Regions from separate parts of the Danio rerio genome. Here region 1 is linked to region 2. The links are chromatin contacts, called in public HiCAR-type maps. All regions are on one chromosome and are shown on one strand. Each heading gives the region's core, a stretch centred on a gene start, on an enhancer-like site or on the middle of the called end of the contact. The rest is flanking DNA. Distances are from core to core; before and after follow the strand shown.

Region 1 (5,639 bases), core at 136-2,635, 130 kb before region 2:
ATTAGAATGTTTTTCAAAATTGTCCTAGGACAAGAATTGGTGTTGTTCAATAGATTTTGGAAAACTTTGATAAAAGCTGATGATTAACTACAAATGTTGACTACTGTATGTCAAAAACACATACAGTATGTCCCATGTCAGAAACTTATGTTCACATACCCGTAAATTCTAGAAACATACAGTATATGTCCCATATATGCCAAAAACATATATGTAAAACACATATATAAAAGGGGCTAATAATTATAAGGGGCTTTTATAATATATAATATTATATATTATATAATTATAATATATAATATTATATATTATAATTTATAATATAATAATATTATAATATATAATATTATAAGGGGCTTTTATTATTGCTGAAATAAAACAATAAGTCTTTCTCCAGAAAAAAAAAAAAAAAACGTTATCAGACATACAGTGAAAATTTTCTTGCTCTGTTAAACATCATTTCGGAAATATTTAAAAAAGAAGAAAAAAAATCAAAGGGGGGCTAATAATTCTGACTTTCATTTATTTATTTTTTTATTTTTATCTGCTCAGATGAAAAATAACATTTAATATAAAATCTGTAGTATTGCAAAATTTTTTAATGTATATTTTAAACATACTCTTCATTTTAACCATATAGTTCACAGATTGATGAAGGCTGAATTGAACAAAATGATTTAAAACACTTATATTGTAATTGTTTATTTAGTATTTTATATTAGTATTTTGTTTTGTGTGTGTAATATATAATATTTATATAAAATAAATAAGGAATTCAATGTTTTATTACAATATATATGTTAATTTTTGTTTTATTTTTGTTATTTAAACATTTTAAATTAAAATAAAAGTTTTGAAATAATATTTAACTTTTTTTTTTCAAGGTTTTTCCATTTCCTTAATATTTGTCATATAACATGTTATTGATTGTCACAGAATCACAGAAGCCTTTGTCATTAACTAATAGTAATTTGAATTGATTCAGTTTCAGTTATCACCAAAATAAGAATTATCAGACAAATAAGGATTTAGCACATTCCTTCTGAATAAAACACCTAAAACAGATTAGCCACGATGTGATCTGAACTCAAGATCATGGGACCTCAGAACATGATAACACTGTGATAGATTTCTCATTTATATAGCTTCTGCTTCCCGGCCATCCCGCGGGATCTGTGAAATTGAGAAGCAAACACGAGGAAGGCTGGAACACACTGTGATGGAGCATCAAATAAACTGCCAACTCTCATTGTGTCAATAAACTAATTTCTCTTTTAGGGTTTGACCCCTGACCTCCAGCGGCCGGACCATCCCGGACTGTGACAGGATGGAAATCTCTCGGGAAGCAGACGGCAGAATGACAAACAGACAGGGTGAGCTTTCTCAAGGATGTGTCCGCACTATATCTCAACACATAAACTTCCTTCCTGTATCCTCGTGTGCTGCATGTTTTACAGATGGATCTAATGAGGCTTCTCCGTTTCCTTCCACACACTCGCATGGAACGAGGTCTGTTTGCCAAGAAGCTGCTGCCTGTTTATACACAACTATGGCCTCTTACACCTGGTGTTAGAGTCACCCCGAAATCAAACTAAAAACATTTTGAGGCGTTAGTATGAACAAGTTAGTCTTAAAGGGATAGTACATACAAAATGAAATTGATCTCATTCTTTACTCTCCCTCATGTGGTTTTATTAGTTTTAATCTTCTGTTGAAAACAAAAGAAGATACTTTGATGAATGCTGGTTGTTGGCACTCATTGACTTCCATAGTAGGAAAGAAATACAATGTAAGTCAGTGGGTGCTAGCTATCAGTATTTTTCAAAATAGTTTTCGAATTTTTTTCATCTTTATTTTTATAGCACTTTTACAATGTAGATTTTGTCAAAATAGATTGACAGAAGTTCTAGTAAATCGAAACAGTGTCAGTTCAGTTTTCAGAGTTGAAGTTCAGTTCAGTTCAGTGTGGGTTAATTTTCACTGCTGAAAGTTCAAACACTGAAGTGCAGCTCCACAAGTCTCAAACCAAGCAAGCCAGTGGCAACAGTGGTGAGAAGCAAACTTCACTATTTGACGAAAGTGAAGGAAAAAACATTTAGAGAAACCAGGCTCTGTTGTTCAACAAAAGAAAGAAACTCAAACAGGTTTTAAACAAGTGAAGGATAGTAAATGATGCAAAAAAAGAAATTGGGGTCTCTTTGCTATCCCTTTAAAATGATCTGTAAGCTAGTGGGCTTTTACCAGTAACATAGTTCATATTTAGAAGTTGTAAGCATTCAAAACTTAACAGTTTTCAATTTCACCAATATAAATCAATAATTTTTATGACATCACCGAACATGCAGCTTCTGATCGGATCTTCTAACCCATAAAAATCTCTGAAGTATATGAAAGCATAACGTCCACATGAGGGTGTGTGTGCAAATCACTTGCATTTATATATATATATAAGATGATAATAACCGCTTGCTGACATGGTATTAATCTTAAAAGTCTTAAAAAACGAGGAGGATGCCCAAAAAGCAGGTACTCTGGGACATCCAGATACGCTAAATGTTCCATTTAATCAGAGAATATGTTGTTTCTAGACAGTATATGGCTGCAGCCGGAAATTATTTATATTATTTATTAAATTACCCATTAATTGTATTTTATTAACATCTACCCAAATTCCAACCCCAATCACAAACCCTCACCATAATGTAAAAACACTAATTGTAATGAGAATTATTTATAGTTTATTAAATTTCCCATTTAATATATTTTATTAACATCTACCCTAAACCCAACCATCAATGTAATGTAACAGTAATTATAATGAAAAATATTTATGTTATTTATTAAATTACCTATTAAATTGTATTTTATCAACATCTACCACTACCTTAAACCCAACCCTGAAAATTATGTAAAAAACATTAATTATTGTTGTCCAGTGACACAAAAAATATGCTATATTGATGTATCCACAGACTTTACCCAGAGAAATGGTTCGACGGGCTTAGCATTACTGTTATAGACTGTGGTTGTCGTTGGTCTTTTAAAAGTGGATAAAAACCTTGTGTTCAGATTGACCGAAATGCATCTTAGCACTAGTTGTGTGAACAAGGCTTTAGTGGATATTTTAAGATCCTGTTTGGTTGTGTGGCTATTTTGTTGCGAGTCAGTTCTACCACCAGAGGGCGCCGTTATATGGACAGAATGGAAAGGCGCTCCATCATGATCTTTGATTTCTCTTTGACTCTAATTACTTCATGAAGCTTTAGATTTAGTTTCTTTAGTTGAAAAATGACCGAACACCTATAGAGAACCTTCAAAAGCTGAGTGCCATTCATCAAATGTGCCGTCTTTGACCTGCAGACCCTTGCAAGATTGAAGCGTGTGGCCGGTCTCCGTCACAGTCAAGGGTCATGAGACACGACAGTCAAACATTTCCTGTGTCATTGAGGGGTTTTATAATGTGAACTTTTACCCTGTAATTACACAAGGGCTAAAGCTAGCGCTGCATTCACAAAGAAGACTCTCTAAATAGTAATACACTGATTAAAATTATTCTGTGATGTTGAATATATTACTATAAAATATTCTTATGTACACCGAAAAAACATTATGTCTGCAAAATTTTTGCAAACAGTTTCTATGTGTTGATTTTAAAACAAACAAGTGCAATTTAGTAATGTTAAACTTAATTAGTTTGTTTAAATTCAGCCCTAATGAATTGTTTACAACCACTTCATAAATCCAAGGAATTGTTTTTGAATACATTTTTTTCAGTGTATATAGAATTATTTAATTATTTTACATCAGTACTCAGTTAAAGCTGACCTTTTACGTAGAATTGTCTGCAGAGATCTTTTAAGAAAATTTTAAAGCTATAAATGAAATAAAACTTTCTAAACTTAAAAATGATGGTGTAGTCATTATGAAAATATCTTTTTGTATTTACATTGTTTTATTATAACGTGTGTTGTTAAATGTTGGAACTTGCTTTTTTTTATGACATCTGTAGTCTCTGCTCAAAATAAATTCACTTTTAGATGCCACACTCCCTAAAATGATCATTATTTTTTGAAGAGCCCCATAGCTAAAATGGAAAAAGCTGAAAATGTAAAACGTTTCTGTGAAATGACAATTTTATTCCTATAGTGCTGTGTTTATTCCTTTAAGACGTTTATTTATTTATTTTAATTAAAATTGTATTTACTCTCAACCTAATTGCTATTTGTGTATTTTAATTAGTTCTTTTTGATGTTGCTATTTATTTCAATTTATTTCAGAATAGAGTTTTGTAATTTTTGTTATTATTGGATCTTGTTAGGGCGGCATGGTGGCTCGGTGGTTAGCAATGTTGCCTCACAGCCAGAGGGTCGCTGGTTCAAGCTCTGGCTGGGTCAGTTGGCATTTCTGTGTGGAGTTTGCATGTTCTCCCCATGTTGGCATGGGTTTCCACCGGGTGCTTCAGTTTCCCCCACAGTCCAAAGACATGGGAATAAGTGAATTGGATAAACAAAATTTGCTGTAGTGTATGAGTGTGTGGGTGTTTCCCAGTACTGGGTTATAGCTAGAAGTTTATCCGCTGAGTAAAACATATGACGGAATAGTTGGCGGTACATTCCACTGTGGCAACCCCTGATAAATAAGGGACTAATCCAAAGGAAAATGAATGATTGTATCTTGTTATTGTTCATTTTTTATATGTATTTTCTTTTATACAAACGTGTGTTTATCCTAGCATAATTGATATTTTTTAATGCTATTTTTTCTTGTAATAATTAAAAAAAATACTAATAATCTTTCTTTTTAGAAAGTAAAAATATTGAAAATATACACATTAAAATTTTCCAAATTTTTCAATGGATCCCTTGCACCCCCTTTAGCCCCCAAGACCTCTGTTTAAAAAACATATTCAGTTTGTAACAAGAAATCTGTCTGTTGTTTACTTAAATCTTCTTAATGAGAGCATAAAGTGCAAAACAAATTCCTATTTTACTCAGTTATTTTAAGAGCAGTACAGCATTTTCAGCTTAGTCAACAGACCAATGTCAGCATAGTGCACCATTAATAGATGTTCAGCACACTCTGTATGATATTTACAGGCTACTTTAGAGTATGTAACATTAGCTGCTCATGTGTGGTGCTCTTCGCTGCACTGAATCAGCTTTCTGCAAACAAAGAGAGCTGGAGTCTTTCAAAACATTAAAGAAACCCACAAACATAAAAGCCTAAATGTAGCACAGAGTGCCGGACAAACCCAGTTACATTCAATACTCCATTTACATTCAGCCCACCTCAATTTATCTATTTATTTACTGCTTTTTTATTATTTTTTTTGAAGGGTAGCGTCAGGTCCCGTGTGTTTGCCCTTGTGTTAGAGGGCTGCATTGTGGCTTTCCCTGAGGCTCAGCTGCAGGATTGTGGTTTTTAATGAAAAAGTGACGCTATAGAGCACAGGTACAGTCCAGGCTTGTATTTCATCTGCTTTTGTTATGTTTTACAATGAGGCGGTGCGGTTGGATTCTTACAGACACTGTAAATGACCCTCTGGAGCCTGTTCATCATGCCGGCCGCTGGATTAATCATACGGGAGCTGCTTTAGGATCGATACCTCCATACCTTTGCTACTTTCCTGCGTCTGTCTG
Region 2 (5,710 bases), core at 2,487-4,986:
GTAAACACGTCATGCTAAATAATGAAAATGAATCATTGACTTCTGCTGTCTTCATTAGTTTCAAAAACACAGATTTCTTTACAATTTAAAAATGCATCTTTGGATATCTTTTCTGCTGGAGATTCTGTTGTCCTAAAAAAATCTTACATATACAGTAGGAGCAGTACAGCAGAAAATCATGTCAGTTTTAAAACCTTGACCTTTCCAAACCGCGGTATACCTTGAAAACAGTTATCGTCCCATGCCTATTTGTGTAAAAAAGCAAAAGATGAAGTTCTAGTAAACTGAAACTCCTTCAGTTCAGTTGTCACAGTTAAAGTTCAGTTTATTTTATTTTAGTGTAATGTAAATGTGAGTCCTAGCACCACAAACACTGAAGAGCAACCAATGCGATTCAATTTTTTTCAAAGTGCCCTAGGGCTGCACAACATATAGTTTTTTCATCGAAATCGCAATGTGTGAATCTGCAACAGTCACATTGCTGGAATGTCAAATAGTAATTTTGATTAACCAGAAACCATAGCTGTCAGTGAAAGGTTTAATTTATTCAATAGCGTGAAAGCTTTTCACTTTAATGTTTTTAATGGCATGTGAGAATAAGATTTCAAGCTAATTTAAACCATTTGTTCACAACAAACTATAAAGTTTTTTAACTTAAAGATGAATTGCTTAATTATTTATACAATGAATAGTGTTAATTTATATTCGATTATTGAATTTCTGTACCTCAATACTGAAAACCATAAAGGGATGTTTATTTAATTTTCATAAATCTATTCTGCTTTCATCTGTGCTTTAATTTTTAATTTTTTTATTTTGTATATTTTATAGAGATGCACTCCCCTACAAAGTCTTCCCAATCAATGTAAAATCATTGAGTGAAATTAGGGGAGAGCAGGGTAAAGTGAGACACTTTTTACATTTGCTCCCCTGAAAGCGAGCTAAAATGATTTATCAGTCAAGTTTACACATTTCTCATTAATTCAGAATGTTTTCTAGCAATGGAATTTATCAGACTGTATTTAGGATAATCGAAAGTGAAAATATGATTGTTTTAAAACAAAGTTTTCTTGTGTCTCAATTTACCCCAGCTTCGAACCAGCCAGGGGTAAACTCACAACATATATTGCAGAAAAAACTTATATCGCAATGTGAGTTTTTCACAATATCGTGCAGTCCTATAGTGTGCAAAACAATTTCATATTCTAAATATATTATTTCCACTGTAAAGTATCTTTAGTAAATAAAAAGGTTCAATGTATATTATAGATTCTTCATGGAACCATTGATGTCAATAAAGAACCTTTATTTAAGAGTGTAGCAAATAAACGTTTTGCAAAACTAGAAAAACATGCTCAGTATCAAAGTAATCAAAATGTAAGGAATGCTTTAGTTGTCATAGCTTATTTTAATGATTGTTTTGTTTTATTTGTATTCATTTAAGAAAAAAGTAGACAAATGCACTTTTCAATAAATGAAGTCAATTTAGACTTCATTTAATCATATATTTGGTAACACTGTACAATAAGGTTGCATTAGTTGATGTTAGTTAATGTATTGCTAGAATGCTAACATGAGCAAACAATGATCAATACATTTATTACAGTATTTAATCATCTTCATTACCAATAATGGAAATAATGTTGTTTATAAATAGTTTAACTCATAGTGTACTCATAGTGTGAGTTTAGATGCATCTGTAAATGTGTAAATAGTAGACTAATGTATGCTTTATAAACGATATACAAGCATTGTTCATTATTAATTCATGTCAGTAAATAAATACACTACTGTTTGGGGTCAGTAGGATTTTTAAATGTTTTAAAATAAGCTTCTTCTGCTTACCAAGTCTGCATTAATTTCATCAAAATTACAGTACAAATGGTAAAATAGTAAAATGTTATTGCTCTATAAAATTATTTTTCAAAAGTAGTTTATCATTTAATTTTATCTTTTATTCCAGTGATTTTAAAGATTAATTTTCAGGTTCATTACTCCAGTATTCAGTCACATCATCCTTAAGAAATCACTCTAATATTAATTATTATTATTGTTTATTATTGTTATTGTTTATTATTATTATTATTATTATTATTATTATTATTATTATTATTATTATTATTATCATCATCATTAATGTAATAGTATTAAAAGCAATAATGACTGGAGTAATAATTTCATTTGAAACTAAATGCAGTAATTAATAAATAAATATTTAATAAATAAGGATTTAACATGTTTAACATTTTTTTTAATTTAATAAATGCTGCCTTGATGAATAATTTAAATTTTTAAAAAACTGACCCAAAACCTTTGACCGGTAGTGTACATCAACTAATATTAACAGGTCCGTAGTCAGGTGGGTTTGGGTGGTTTGAAGGACCGACTGTTATGCCTTCATAATTATGGAAATAACCCACCGAAAAAGGCTTTAAGACCTAAAGTAAGACCTGCAAAGTAAAGTAAGCTTAATTGTATTGTTGTTAAATAGAGAAAACATTTTACAAGTACCTTTTATTCTAAATCTTGGACCTTATACTTAAAAGAAAAAATTACCAATAAAATGTTGTGAAGCACCAAAGGCAGCCCATATTTAAGTTATCATACTAATTAGGCTATTGTTGTTTTCCATAAATTATCAAATGCACTTTTTACAAGAGTGGCTATAAAAATCTTGAAGCTCTACCTTATTATCATTATTATTAACTTTTTATTGTTCAAATACCCAACTAAATTCTGACTGGGGACAGTTGATTATGTTGGCCAGTTTGTTATTTGCCTAATAAATGACAATAGACCAGTTTAATTTAAAACTTTATAGATTACAATTTTTTACCCGTTTGTAAAATATGATCTAATGAAGTTGTACTTTAAATATAAGTAGCCTATTTTTCATATATATATTTTTATTTTAAATCTTTAGAATTTAGTACATCAAAAAGTGTGACTATCTGACAAACTAATCTAGCAAGCAATAGTGCTTGAAATGTCATTAATATGCAGTATTTCAACTTATAATTAAATAGACAATGAGTCGAAAAACTGCAAAAAGATTGGAACCACCCCTTTTACCAGGCTGGCTACAGGCCTGATTAACTAACGAAACCTTAATGTCAAGTCTGACCAAATATTCTAATCTAAAGGTTTTACAGAGGGACGTGAATACATTCATATTCATGTTGATTTGGTGATTTTGTTCTACAAAAATTGTAAAATGCTCTGTTTGAACACTTTCTTGTTTGAAAGAAATTCTCACTGTAGCCTATACTCTTTACTCTGTTTTACAATTAGAAACAAGAATTTTAATCTAACTTAATCCAATGTTCAGATTTCTGAACTGTATGCAAATCAGCGCATTTCAAACTATTTAAGCGGCATTTGCATATTTAAACAAAATGAAATGTTATTTACATAATCAATTCCCTGTCCAAATATCAATGTTATTTTGCCACTGTGAGTCAACATTACCGCAAAACTAAATGAAAAGCACTTAATGGTAATTTAACGCATAATTATGCTGTTCTCCTTCTTCCGAATACACGTTTCAATACTATTTATAATATGGTACCCCTAGACTCTAGATGGGAATAAAAACAATACCTTTCCTCAACATAGTTTTCCTGTCACAAAGGTAGAGCGGGATTTTTGGACACCCCAGTTTGAGAAACGTGTGAACGGTTACGCCGGGCAACGAGCCGCGCGTGCACCCACGTGACCCGGCAACGTCACGCCTGCGCTAGCAGTCACAAGATGGCGGAGAGTGCGGAACTAAAGGTAAAACGCTGCGCTCAATTTCCAGTCGGATAGTGTGCAGGGAGATCTTATTGTACCGTTAGAAGTACGCGTACTACTTACCTGCTGCATTAACAGGCCGTTATGATGCATCAAACCTCTGTTCTCGTGGCTAAAGTTGCATGAGAAATGATTTTGCAGGGCAGCTCTTGTAGAAAGCTTTCAGCGTGTTATTGTTGATGTAGAGGGAGCTGTCTGTCCACCGCTCTCCTCAGGGGAATTACTAACTTTAACTCTTTTCTCCCTAATTAATCGGCTGAAGAGTATTAACTGAAAAATCAGTCTGTGACTCGGTCTCTTTCAGCGCCTGCTGTTATTTGACATTATATGAGGGTTTGCTGTGAATGTGGGATGTAGTCGCTGGTACTTGTGGATTTTCTAGAAAGCGCCATCGCTTCGCGTGCAGGGCGCGAGCGCTGTTGACGTGCTGTCAATCAAAGCAGGAGAAGTGCACGAGCACCGTCACTCAGATTTCAGCAGCGAAATAACTAATGAGGATTACTACGGTAAATCTCTCAACTTATTCAGATGGCATTGCTTGATGCTGAGTGAACATTTAAGTTCAGCGTTCTTGTGCTTCATTGGCAGTAGAGGCAGAGGACGCAACAGCTTCTCTTTCTTTTCTAAAACAACGATTTCATATGATTATTAGTTTTCATTATTGTTAGTAAGTGTTAGTGCATCTAAAATGCATACGGTATGCTGAAAAAGTATAAGATGTTAGCAGAAATACACCATTCGCTTAAATCTGTGGGATGTGAAAGGGAATGTTTATTGAAGCTGTCATATTAGTTTAAAATCTCTTGTGTTACACAGAACTTACAGAATCATTTGGAAATTAATTTTATGTGAACAAACCATTTAAGTTTAATGTAGTTTGCTAATGACAGGTGTTGCATGGCTGTGATGTTCTTGAACCTCAGTGTGAGGTCTTAAAGGAATTGTTCACTCAGATTTTAAAGTGCTCATTTTTTTACTTGCCCTCAAGTGCTTCCAAGCTTTTATGACTTTTTTTTCTTGTTCTGTTAAACAAAAAAAATGGTATTTTGGATGTTGGAAACTAGTAGACTTTGACTTCCATAGTAGGATAGAAAATACTTTGGAAGTCAAAGGTTACACTTTTCCAACGTTCTTCACAATGTATGTATGTATGTCTGTGTCTGTGTGTGTGTGTGTGTGTGTGTGTGTGTGTGTGTGTGTGTGTCTGTAATCAGCAGAAGAAAAAAGTAAAGGATGACAGAAATGTCATTTTTGGGTGAATTATCCTTTTAATTATATGTGAATGGGAAAATTAGTCTACAAGATGCATGTTTAAGCAGCATTGCTGTTTCAGTTGTGTCTATGGAAACTAAATTTGTATTATATAGTGTTGACCGGCACACCAGAAGAATTTCACACAGTTTTCACTGTCTGCTCTTTTGCTTGTATGCGTGCTGCTCTCTTTTATTCATTCTTATTCATGGCTTTGTCTAGTCTATAATAGAAATCTAGAAAAAGAAAAAAAAATCCTCTGGTGCTTTTTTTGCACTTATTAATTTCTTGCATGCTGACCTACAGTTTGTCCTTGGGCTTTAACAGGTCTACCTCTTCATACCAGTTTAGAGAGGAATTTCAAAGCCATAATTAGATTTGGTTTGCTTCTAACCTGATATTTTGCAGCACCTCTTTTCACTTTGCTTGTAGAAGCATTTAATAGCTACTTAAAAGCAGTAATCAGCAACTGTACAAAATGTTATTTTGGGTTAGAAAAATAGTCAGACTGGCAGGAGGTATTAGTAGGTGGATGAGAGAGGTAGACTTGCACATTCGTTGCTCACTGGACTGATATGCATCTGTTGAATGACTCTGAGGCTTTGTGATGCAAACTAAACTCTTATCTTTAGACTGCATTCTAGGTTTATAACTGTATGTGTGTATC

The links. HiCAR-type assays count read pairs that join an accessible place to other places.
Region 1: a contact with region 2 is called in a HiCAR-type map of caudal fin, with 8 times the contacts expected there. The contact joins the enhancer-like site here to the promoter of pias1a in region 2. A contact is called at or near these places in 9 of 18 Hi-C or Micro-C datasets (caudal fin, embryo, fibroblasts and 2 more) and 2 of 4 datasets of contacts at active chromatin or transcription factors (caudal fin and embryo).

The regions. Positions count from the first base shown.
Region 1 is chr7:34,140,622-34,146,260 of GRCz12tu, reverse strand. It overlaps a transcript of map2k5 not described here. Among named protein-coding and RNA genes, the nearest start is that of map2k5, 14 kb to the right of the region's middle. Within about 2 kb of position 1,385, at least 7 of the 62 cell types and tissues checked have an H3K27ac peak or open chromatin away from gene starts, as enhancers often do.
Region 2 is chr7:34,011,102-34,016,811 of GRCz12tu, reverse strand. pias1a (protein inhibitor of activated STAT, 1a) reads left to right here and starts at 3,736. Exons shown (of 15, transcript XR_012383356.1): 1 at 3,736-4,298. It overlaps LOC141375390 (a long non-coding RNA gene), which reads right to left and starts at 3,733. Exons shown (of 3, transcript XR_012383360.1): 1 at 3,601-3,733.